Regions from separate parts of the Sus scrofa genome. Here region 1 is linked to region 2. A link is a contact called in public Hi-C data. All regions are on one chromosome and are shown on one strand. The core of a region is the stretch at or near the end of the contact, and the rest is flanking DNA. Distances in the headings are between cores, read along the strand shown. Region 1 overlaps SYNE2 (nesprin-2). Region 2 overlaps SYNE2 (nesprin-2).

What was found. A called contact is a pair of places that touch in the nucleus more often than the background predicts.
Region 1: a Hi-C map of fetal skeletal muscle shows a contact between it and region 2, with 1.8 times the contacts expected there. The contact joins two enhancer-like sites. A contact is called at or near these places in 3 of 47 Hi-C or Micro-C datasets (embryonic fibroblasts, fetal skeletal muscle and skeletal muscle).

What each region holds. Positions count from the first base shown.
Region 1 is chr1:194,090,918-194,096,541 of Sscrofa11.1, reverse strand. It overlaps SYNE2 (nesprin-2), which reads left to right. Exons shown (of 117, transcript XM_021074116.1): 40 at 99-301; 41 at 960-1,079; 42 at 1,178-1,469; 43 at 4,591-4,742. Among named protein-coding and RNA genes, the nearest start is that of ESR2, 250 kb to the right of the region's middle. Within about 2 kb of position 1,776, at least 1 of the 83 cell types and tissues checked has an H3K27ac peak or open chromatin away from gene starts, as enhancers often do. A contact at or near this core is called in fetal skeletal muscle, where this site is marked.
Region 2 is chr1:193,915,297-193,920,793 of Sscrofa11.1, reverse strand. SYNE2 (nesprin-2) reads left to right here. Exons shown (of 117, transcript XM_021074116.1): 110 at 865-979; 111 at 1,968-2,170; 112 at 3,147-3,347; 113 at 4,549-4,677. Among named protein-coding and RNA genes, the nearest start is that of ESR2, 74 kb to the right of the region's middle. Within about 2 kb of position 3,308, at least 14 of the 83 cell types and tissues checked have an H3K27ac peak or open chromatin away from gene starts, as enhancers often do. A contact at or near this core is called in fetal skeletal muscle, where this site is marked.

The sequences.
Region 1 (5,624 bases), core at 527-3,026, 180 kb before region 2:
TGTCTGTGTACCATCTTGGTGAATTGTCACTAGAGTGGCAGGGACCACCAAACTTAGACTTGCCTGTAGGAGATAATTGACTTTTTGTCTTTCTTAAGGATTTCTTGACTCTTGAAGGAAGGGGCAGTGAAATACAGCAGGTAGTAACTGTACTGGATCATGTGAAGAAGCATCTCCCTAAAGCGTATGTTAAGAAGCTTAACAGTTGGATCGTTAGTCAAGAAATTGAATTAGAAAAAATGGAGTCCATATGCCAGGCACGAGCAAAGGAGCTTGATGATTGCTTGCAGCAGCTCCTAAGGTAGGAAATAAAGGTGATGTCGGGAATAACATGCTTGCTAATGATGTCTTCACATGTACTCTGCCTCAGTACAGCCAGCAGTGGGATACATAGTAATACAAATTTCAAAAATAAAATATGTACTTCAGATCCAAAGTTTGGCTCTAGGAATGTGGAAGTTTGGAGACTTCTTTGAATTGTGGCAAAGGAGAGAGTCCAAAAATTTTTTCTTTAATTTTATGATTCTTATTTTTTTCCATTATAGCTGGTTTATAGTGTTCTGTCAATTTCTCCTGTACAGCAAAGTGACCCAGTCCTGCACACACACACACACACACACACACATACATATATATATTCTTTTTCTCACATTATCCTACATCATGTTCCATCCCAAGTGACTGTAGTTCCCTGTGCTGTACAGCAGGATCGCATCAAAAATAGTTTCTGTTTTGTTTCCCGTTCTTTATGATATATATGTATGGCTCCTTAGAACTCCACTATAATGAAGGTTATTACATTATTCAGATTTTAATGTTATAAATTAAACTTTCTCTAAAGAATAACCAAAAAAAGCAGTAAAAAAAACCTGGTCGCGTCACAAGATTTTTGTCAGCCTTCTCTTCAGATAAACACTTTTTGCTGATTTTATATTCTAATGTGTGTGGTGTTCTTTTAGACTTCAGGAGGACCACAGAAACCTGAGTAAGTGGTTGGCTAATCAAGAAGAGAAATGGAAAGAAATGGGAGGATCAAGAGAGCAAACTGAGCTACTTTGCCAAACTCTTGCTAGAAAGAGGTATAGCTGATCTTGCTTGAAATATGTTTCTTGGGAGTATGATTTCACAAGTGGTATCTTGGCTCCTATAAACTTTCAATGCTATTTGGAATTTACAGTGAACAATTTGAAACTATAGCCCAGATGAATGACTCAGTGAAGGAATATGGGCTTACTGAGGAAGAAGAGATCGTAATGGAATCAACACGTTTGATTGATAGATACCAGACATTATTGAGACAATTACGTGAAACTGATGAAGAGGATAAGTTACCTCCTGCCAAAGACCAGCTGTTTGATGATCTTGCACATGATGTGATTCATTGGATAACAGGGATTAAAGAGTCCCTTATGGTTTTGAATTCATCTGAAGGCAAAATGCCTCTTGAGGAAAGAATCCAAAAAATAAAGGTATGACTGTGGAAACAAAATTTCAGAGGTTGGAGCGAACTCTTAATTTTGAAAAGATTTAGAGGAAAAGTGCAAACGTGTCTTAAATAGCACTGTGGATTGGGTGAAGAAATTCCGATGATTGAGCTTAAAAAAGAGAAAGGCTGTAACGGGTCTAAAATTATTTTAGTGCATATAGAAGAGAGAAAGCATATCCACTTTTGTGAGGGTAATATCTACTGATTGTCCATCCTCACTGAGTGCCGAGGGATTGGAATAGAGACGATTACTTAGAGCTGTGGCAGGTGCAAGTTTGCTCGGATGTCAGAAGAATGTGTGTCAGTGCTTCAGAGGCAATGGCAATGTCAGGGGCAGGGCTGGAGAGGAACTGCCTTCAGAGTAGATTTGTCTGGTTCCTAAGGGGGTATTAGACACTGAGTGGGTTGTATAGTTCTTAAGTTGTTAGACACTGAGTGTAGAGGAAGATAAAGTTAAGCTCTTGGTTTGACTTAGATCATCAGAATCATTTGGGATTATATCTGGAAGCTTTTCCAGAGAAGGTGAATCTGGGGTAGTGTTTCCAGGGAGGAGGGGGACTTGGTGTTTGGAGCAAAGGAAGGAAAGAGCAGAGGGTGGCAATTAATTCTGTCGTGGTGGAGAAACGAGAGTTGGCTTGATGCACTCTGTGTTTCCCTCTGGAAAGCCATAAACCCAGCCTCGGGAGTATAAAAACGTCTTGTTCAGGTTGCTATTCCAATTCTTCATTTTTAACTACGTCATGGATCAGGAGGAGGATTTGCTAGGGATTTTTTTGGCATATAATTTCCATACGAGATTGTTTTAAGTTGTTGGTCTCTTATTTGCAAGTGCATCTCCAGTGTCCTGTATTTGTACCCTCCTCTTCTCACGATTTCTGATTTTGGTAGCATAATTGTGTGTGGATGACTTCCTGCCTTTACTGTATACCTTTACTGATGATCATTGTCATTGGTAGTATTTTTGTTTCTAGTTGTGGCCTTTTCGTTTCTGCCTAGAGAAGTTCCTTTAGTTTGTTGTAAAGCTGGTTTAGTGGTGCTGAATTCTGTTAGATTTTGCTTGTCTGTAAAGCTTTTGATTTCTCCTTCAAATCTGAATGAAAGCCTTACTGGGGAGAGTAATCTTGGTTGGAGGTTTTTTCCTTTCATTACTTTAAATATATCGTGCCACTCCCTTTTGGCTTGCAGAGTTTCTGCTGAAAAATCTGCTGATAACCTTATCAGGGTTCCCATATATGTTATTTGTTTCTTTTCCCTAGCTGCTTTCAATATTTTCTCTTTGTCTTTAATTTTGGTTGGTTTGATTAATATGTGTCTTGGGGTGTTCCTCCTTGGGTTTATTTTATATGGTACTCGTGCTTCCTGGATATGAGTGAGTAGTTCCTTTCCCATGTTAAGGAAGTTTTTGGCTATTAACTCTTCGAATATTTTTTCTGTCCCTTTCTCTCTTTCTTCTTGTTCTGGCACCCCTGTAATATGGAAGTTGGTACGTTTAACATTGTCTCAGAGTTCTCTTAGACTGTCTTCATTTCTTTTCAATCTTTTATCTCTTCTGTTCTGCATTAGTGATTTCCACTAGTCTGTCCTCCACCTCACTTATTTGTTCTTCAGCCTCCTGTATTCTGCTGTTGTTGCTTCTACTGAATTTTTTTTATTCCAGTTATTGTATTTTGCATCTCTGCTTAAGTTTTAAATCTTGTATTTCTTTGCTCAGTGTTTCCTGTAAGTTATCCATCTTTGCCTCCAGTTTATTTCCAATGTCTTGCATCATCTTCAGCATCAACAGTCTAAAGTCTTTTTCCTGGAGGCTGAGAATCTCCAGATCACTTAGCTGTTTTTCTGCTGTTTTTTTTTTTTTTTCTCCTTTCTCCCTCATCTGAGTTACAGTTCTCTGCCTTTTCATTTTTATAGGTTTTTGGTGTGGTGTCCTTTTTACAGACAATAGAGTTGTAGCCTCCCTTATTTCTGATGTCTGCCCCCTTTGTTGCTGAAGTTGGCATGGGGGCTTGCTGTAAGCTTCCTGATGGGAAGAACTGCTGCCTCCCCACTGGTAGGTGGGGCTGATTCTTATCCTGTTGTGGTTGGGGCTTTGTCTCTGGGTAAGATTAGAGGCAGCTATGTGCCTGGGGGGTCTTTACGCAGCCTTTTTACTGATGGATGGGGTTGTAATCCTGCCTGGATTATTGTTTGGGCTGGGGCTTCTCTGTGCTGATGTGTGGGGCCTGATTTTCCCAAAATGGCCAACTGTAGAGGAACACATGCTAATGAATATTCCTGAGATCTTTGCCTCCAATGTCCTTCCCCCATGACGAGCCACAGTCATCCCCTGTTTTCCCAGGAAATCCTCCATTAACTGTAGTCAAGTCTGACCCAGATTCCTATGGAGTCTCTGCATTGCCCTGGGACCCAGTGCACATGAAAGCCTGTGTTTGCCTTTCAAGAATGGGGTCTCCATTTTCCCCAGGCCCGTGGAGGTCCTGTGCACAAGCCTCACTGTCCTTCAATGCCAGATGCTCTGGGGGCTCTTTCTCCCAATGCCCAGATCCCCAGGCATAGGGACCTGAGGTGGGGCTTAGAACTCTCACTCCTGTAGATGAGTCTCTGTGATAGTTACTTTCTAGTCTGTGGGCTGCCCACCCAGCGGGTATGGGGTTGCTTCTCTTGCATAATCACCCCTCCTACCATCTTGATGTGGCCTACTCTTTGTCTTCTGGAGTAGGATATCTTTTTTGAAAGTTTCCAGTCCATTTGGTTGAAGGTTGTTCAGTATTTGGTTTTAATTTTGTTGTTTTTATGAGAGAAGGTGAGTTCCATTTCTTCTATTCTGCCATCTTAATCCCATCTCTTGGCATGTAATTTCTTTGAGGGCAGTTGAAAATCAAGAGGGCAATTAGACCAACCTGACAAATGTTTACTGAGAACCAGTTCTACACAATGTGAAGGAGATGCCTTTGTATTGGGGGCATATATAAAAATGAAAGGGTAATTTTTAAATCTACTTTGTAGTTAAAATCTCTGAATAATGTTTATGAATAAAAAGATATCCTAATGTAATAGCCCTAAGTAATACAAATGAGATTTTAAGATCCTTTTTCTATTTAATTTAGGAAATCATTTTACTAAAACCTGAAGGGGATGCCAAAATACAGACCATCATGAGTCAGGCTGAGAGCAGCAAAGCTCCTTTGGTTCCACAAACCCTAACTGACATTAAGAACCAATGGGATAACACACTCCATTTAGCCAACACGTATCTAAGGTAAAGGGCATGCCTTCACCAACTTTCATGATTTTTCATTGCACAATGAAGCCATAACAAGTATGTTTTGTCTACCTTCTTGGTATGGATGTATCTATTGGACAGAAAGTAAGTAATGTCAGCGGCAACCACAATGTTGAGACAGAAATGAAGAAGAATCATTCTGTGGATCAGATGTGAAACCTGCTGGCATTGGTTGCTTTGGCTGGTACATTAACCCAACCCATGAAGCCTTTGGACACAGTTAACATTGTCTTTCATTCCACCATCAGTACTCCCCCTTTGTACCCAAACCACCTTGCCCCAGATAGCCTCAGTGTCTGCATGGTATTATTGTACGGTAATTCATGCTTTTCAATATATATGCTAAGAGATTCTTAAATGTGTAAACATTAGTAAATGTTGTCTGAATTTAGTGGACGTAATTCTAGTGAAAATTCTCAATGCCTATCACATCTTAAATGGTAAATTTAATTTGGCAGAAATGTAAATTAAACTAAATTTCAGCTATAGAAGGCATAAACTAATTAGGTGGCCAGTATACTGAATGCTTATTTATTTTACTTATGTGAAAACGAAAAACATAGGATAATATGATTATATGTATATTTTTTTTTTTTTGTCTTTTGTCTTGTTGTTGCTATTTCTTGGGCCGCTCCCGCGGCATATGGAAGTTCCCAGGCTAGGGGTCGAATCGGAGCTGTAGCCACCGGCCTACGCCAGAGCCACAGCAACGCAGGATCCGAGCCGCGTCTGCAACCTACACAACAGCTCACGGCAACGCCGGATCGTTAACCCACTGAGCAAGGGCAGGGACCGAAACCGCAACCTCATGGTTCCTAGTCGGATTCGTTAACCACTGCGCCACGACGGGAACTCCTA
Region 2 (5,497 bases), core at 2,059-4,558:
TAAAACACTGCAAATGTAAAAGTGCTAACATAAAAACAGTCTGGTAAGCTCAACGATTGTTTGTAACTCTTTTTGCATGGTTCATTTGAGGAACGTTAGCCTCAAATCAAATCAGGCCATTTTATTCCCAATATTGACATCTCACCTACGTCCCCCTCCCTGGGCTTCCGCTGAGGCTTTATTCTGCCCTCAGCTCTGCATGCTTAGAAATGCTCCCTGGACACTGAAGCACCTCTGTATTACCAGCCAGTTACCCTGTGAAGAGAAGGGCTCTCATCATTTCTCACTTGTTAATATGAACCAAGACATTCTTTAGACAGCCTTTAAGAGGGAAGGGGAGGAAATGGGATGGTCTGGGAGTTTGGGGTTGGTGGGTACAAACTATTGCATTTAGAATGGATAAGCAATGCGGTCGTGCTGTACAGCACAGGGAACCATATCCAGTCATTTGTGATGGAACATGACGGAGGCCAATATGAGAAAAAGAATGTGTATGTATGTATGACTGGGTCACTGTGCTGTACACCAGAAATTGACAGAACACTATAAATCAACTTTAATAAAAGTAAAATAGAAATTCAAAAAAAATATAGAACTCAAAGTACAGTAAGTCCCTCCTTATCCATGGGGGATTCATTCCAAGAACCCCAATGGGTACCTGAAACCACAGGTGGTACCAAACCCTGTTTATACTGTGTTTTTCCCTTTACATGCATACCTGTGATAAATTTAATTTATAAACAAGGCATGGTAACAGATGGACAACAATAACTGGTAATATAATAGAACATTTATACCAATAAACTATTAAATGTTAAGTGAAAAAAATGTATAGATGGTAACATAAAAAGTGTTCCCATCTAGGTAAAGCTGCTGCTGTCCCCAGTCACCGGTGGTGGCAGAGAGGATCCAAGAGCCCTGAATGGCAACCCCCGGCAGGAAGATGAGGGCTTGGCTCCCCTCACCAGGCAGCAGTCAGGTACGGCGAAATCAGGCAGTTGGTATAGAGGTAGACTGAGTTTTGGGCTAGCTGGGCATTTACTTTAAGTCATGGCTCAATGGAACATTAATTAGGAATGGACTGTGTTACTCACCAAAACTGCTGAACTGGGCCTATGGCAGCCAATGTCATTTTAGAATCAGCTGACTTGTATTTATGGACAAATGCCTAGGCTGTTCACTTTACTTCGGAAACTATTCCTTAAATATTGATAAATTGAGCCTCATGTGATGAAGGGCCTGTTTTCACCTGTGTGACCTCACTTGTATGTAAAGATCAGATGTGAAGAAAATAAAGAGTTGTATTGGGCATCTCCTTGGGAGACCCTAAAGGCAATGACTCAGCTGAGCCTAAAGTCATACTCGTTGCATTGACCTGATCATTCACAGACACAAGGAGAAAGCCCCTCAAAACAGGAAGGGAGTTCCCTTTATGGCACAGCTGAAACGAATCCGACTGGTATCCATGAGGATGCAGGTTTGATCCCTAGCTTCGCTCAGTGCATCAGGGATCTGGCATTGCTGTGTGCGGTGGTAGGTCGCAGACATGGCTCAGATCCTGCATTGATGTGGCTGGCAGCTGTAACTCCAGTTCAACCCCTAACCTGAGAACTTCCATATGTTGTGGGTGCGGCCCTAAGGGGGAAAAAAAAAAGAAAGGAAAAAAAAAAAACCAGCAGGAACTGGAGCACCATATGGGGAGTACAGCACCTGTTGGCAACATGTTGGGCCTCCTAGCTGCCCCCCACCTGGTTCCAGCCTTTGTTGGGAATGCAGCGGCCCCAGCCTTGAACCAGAGTGAGGGCAACATGCTGTTCCACAACCAAGGGAAGTTGATAGCCTCCAAACCCCGGGCCTCTTGGAACCAGCATCCCTGATGGGTTTTATCACTGTGACCCTGAATTAGGTGGAAGCAGAGAAATCTACTTGCGTGATTGCTTCTTTTTGTTGGCGGCTTGTTATTCCAGGTGACTTTGATAGATGGGAGCTGATCCAAGCACAAGAACTTCACAAGAAACTCAGAATAAAGCAAAACTTGCAGCAGCTTAACTCCAGTATCAGCGACATTACCACTTGGCTGGAAAAAACTGAAGCAGAGTTGGAGACATTAAAGTTGGCAGAGCCTCCCTCTGATATGCAGGAGATAGAACTCCGAGTGAAGAGGCTGAAGGTGAGTGAGGGCGGGTGTAAGTGCTGGTGGTGCTGGTGAGCACGTCTGATCTGTTAGTGGCATCAGGGTCGACTGGGGCATGGTGTGTGTACCAGTCCATCTCCTCTGTTTCATGTCTGTAACTGGCAGAGACACGGATGCAGGCTTGTGTTTTCTTCAGAGGCGCACCTGCAGATGATCCCAAAGCCCAGAGCAGTGCTGGGGAGGTGTGGCTCTGCTCTGACCTCAGAGGTGCCTCAAGACTCTTCTGGAGGCACTAGCGGCAATGGGCAGGCCGCTTAAAACACCCTTCCAAATGTGTACAGGCAGGAGCAGGGGTGGCACATTTGGGGTGGGGGAGTAGGACAGCTCACCTATTGATGAGTTCAGTGGCCTGAGATGGTTACTCTGCTACCCAGTTAGGCTCTGTCACCCACACAGTCAGCCCTTGCCCCATTGGAACTGACGGGCCATGGTGGGTGGGGGTGCACCTTGAGCCTACACTTTGTGGGTGCTCAGAACATGAGCCCGGGCTCCTGGGAGAACCCAGGGAAGGGGTTAGGGGTATCCAGGCCATCTTCACGCACGTACTACTGTTTTACTTTGTGCTTACCCTTCATCCTAAAGAATGGCACTTCTGGGACATTAGGGGCAAATTTAGGATAACGGTGCTTTACCCAGAAGACTTTTAATCTGATTCGGAAATGTCATCATGAAGCCAACTGGAGGTCAGCAGGGTCTGTTCATGCCCCCAGTATAGCCAGTCCTCCAGGAGTCAGGCCTCCATTCTCAGTCCGTCAGCTGCCCAGCCAAGCTGGTGACCTTGTAAGGCAGCTCCCTCCCCTGATGCTCCCCAGCCAGTCACAGGCGACGTCACCCTCGTATCTGGGGCTGTGGCTTGGAGAAGGATTTGGAAGATCCATTCCCCACTGAGGTTCAAAATGATCCTCATCCCTGTTTTGAGAGCACCTCACCCAGTCTCTTCTCTCTTCCATAGGAGATAGTAAAAGCCTTTAACACCCACAAGGCTTTGCTGGTCTCTGTCAATGTGAGCAGCAAGGAATTTCTGCAGACCGAGAGTGCCGACTCCAAAGAGCTCCAAGATCGAGTCAGCCAGCTGAGCCTGCGCTGGGACGCGGCCCAGGAGGCGGTGGAGAGCTGGAGGGAGGGCTTACGACAGTCGCTCATGCAGTGCCAGGTATGCCAGCTCAGCACCCGGAGGCCCCACAGCCAGGCCCACGTGGGTGGGAGAGGCAGATATTTTTATCAACATCGGGCCACTTGGATGCAGCCAAATATGGCTCATATTAGGAAGCATGTGCTCCCCATCTGTTTCCAGAGGCCCACCTACTGTCTCAGAGACCTGCTTCTTGCCCTGCATTTGTTTCCCACCCAGGTGCAGACCTGCTCATAGTGAGAGGGTGCCAGCTAGCTCCTTGGGAGGCTGGAGATGTCACATCAATATCGCCCCCCCCCCCAATCTATCCTTCCGCCAGGAAGGCTAGATAGCAGAGTGACTGAGCAATCTTGCCCTGGAACAGGGAGCAGTTGAACCCAGCTCTGCAGCTAAATTTAATAGCTGTGAGGCTGTGGGCCAATCACTGAACATTTCAGACTCAGTTTTCTTATCTGAAGATGGGAATAATTCCAGTGCCTGCTTCACAGGATTCTTTTTGGGACCACATTCTGTAACCTTGACCCAGCTCCTGACACATAGTAAATGCCCAGCCCAGGTTAGCTCTGATTCCATCTTCAAGATCGTGAGCCCATGAGCAGCCTGTTTTGTCAGGGTGTCTCGCGTGACCATTGAATTAGCAAATTTGTGGAATAATTTGTGTGGGCCCTACGTGATGTCAGGTGGAGCATTCTGAAGCCCACCTTTCTGCCAGCACTTTTCACTTGAGAGAACCCTTCTTGCGCGTCCTGGGTCTATGCCCAGCATGTTCTCCTTTTCTGATGTCCTTTGTTTGGGGCCTGGCATTTAGTTTAACTCTGGCCCTTTTATTCACTGGATAAAGACCAGAAGAGCAGACGATGATGATGGATTAGAAGCAGCAAGCTGCTTCCCAGCACACCTGCCCTCATAGTTCTAAGAGCAAAGCAACCATTTCTTTTTTTTTTTTTTTTTTTTTGTCCTTTTGCCTTTTCTAGGGCCACTCCTGTGGCATATGGAGATTCCCAGGCTAGGGGTCCAATCAGAGCTGTAGCCACCGGCCTACACCAGAGCCACAGCAACACAGAGTCCAAGCTGCGTCTGCAACCTACACCACAGCTCAGGGCAATGCTGGATCCTTAACCCACTGAGCAAGGCCAGGGATTGAACCGCAACCTCATGGTTCCTAGTCGGAGTCCTTAACCACTGAGCCATGACAGGAACTCCCCATGTCTTTGTTTTTAAGGATTTCCACCACTTGAGTCAAAATCTGCTGCTGTGGTTAGCGAGTGCCGAGAGCCAGAGGCAGAAGGCTCACATCCGTGACCCAGAGGCGAACCATCAGGCTCTCCTGGTGTGTCGGGAAGAACTCACGGTAGGTTACACTGCCAGGGTCCTGCGCTACAACTGGGCTGCTCAGGAGGTCAGTACTTGGGTGCCCTCACCTGGCCTTCCTGAAAATAGCGCTCTGAGGGTGTTCTGGTCCTCGTGTTCCTGGTGGTGGCTGCTGAGGATCCTTTGCAGTTCTCATGCGGAATGATGCAGGAGTGAAAAGCTGTGGTCCAGAGCAGGAAGTCTTCAAGACTCAGGAACTGGGGGTCTAGGTGTTCAGCAGTATCCTGTAAATACAGCTATTTTGGGGGGAATCCGGATGTTCAGTTGCCCCACAGCCAGGAGGACAGCTGTATGAGTTTCTATATCCACATGGCACAGACTTTCTTCTGGGAGGGTAGTTGTGCTTTCATATATTTATTTCACCAACAAGCCAACATGAGACATATATTCTCATGTGCACTCAAGGTGACATTTTTATTCACGTATTTTATATCTGGTTTAATTTTAAATATTTTAAATTTAATCAAAGCGCTGGACATTGTTTAAAACATGTGTTTTTGTACTAAAATCTTTGTAAAGCCCCACAATCCAGAGCAGCTCTAATGGAACTTTGTGCAGCGATGGAAATGTTCCCCATCTGCACTGTTCACCGTGACAGCCACCAGCCACAGGTAGCAACTGAGCACTTGAAATGTGGCTCTTGTGACCAGAACTGAGCTTTTAATACTATGTGTATGTGGTCCAGTGGCCATCAGATTAAACATCAAGCAAGACAATAAAGCGGACTCACCCACTACCTCTGTATTTCTAAATGGTTTCCGTAAAGCTGTGCTTTCCCAAGTTATCCACTCCAGACTTTC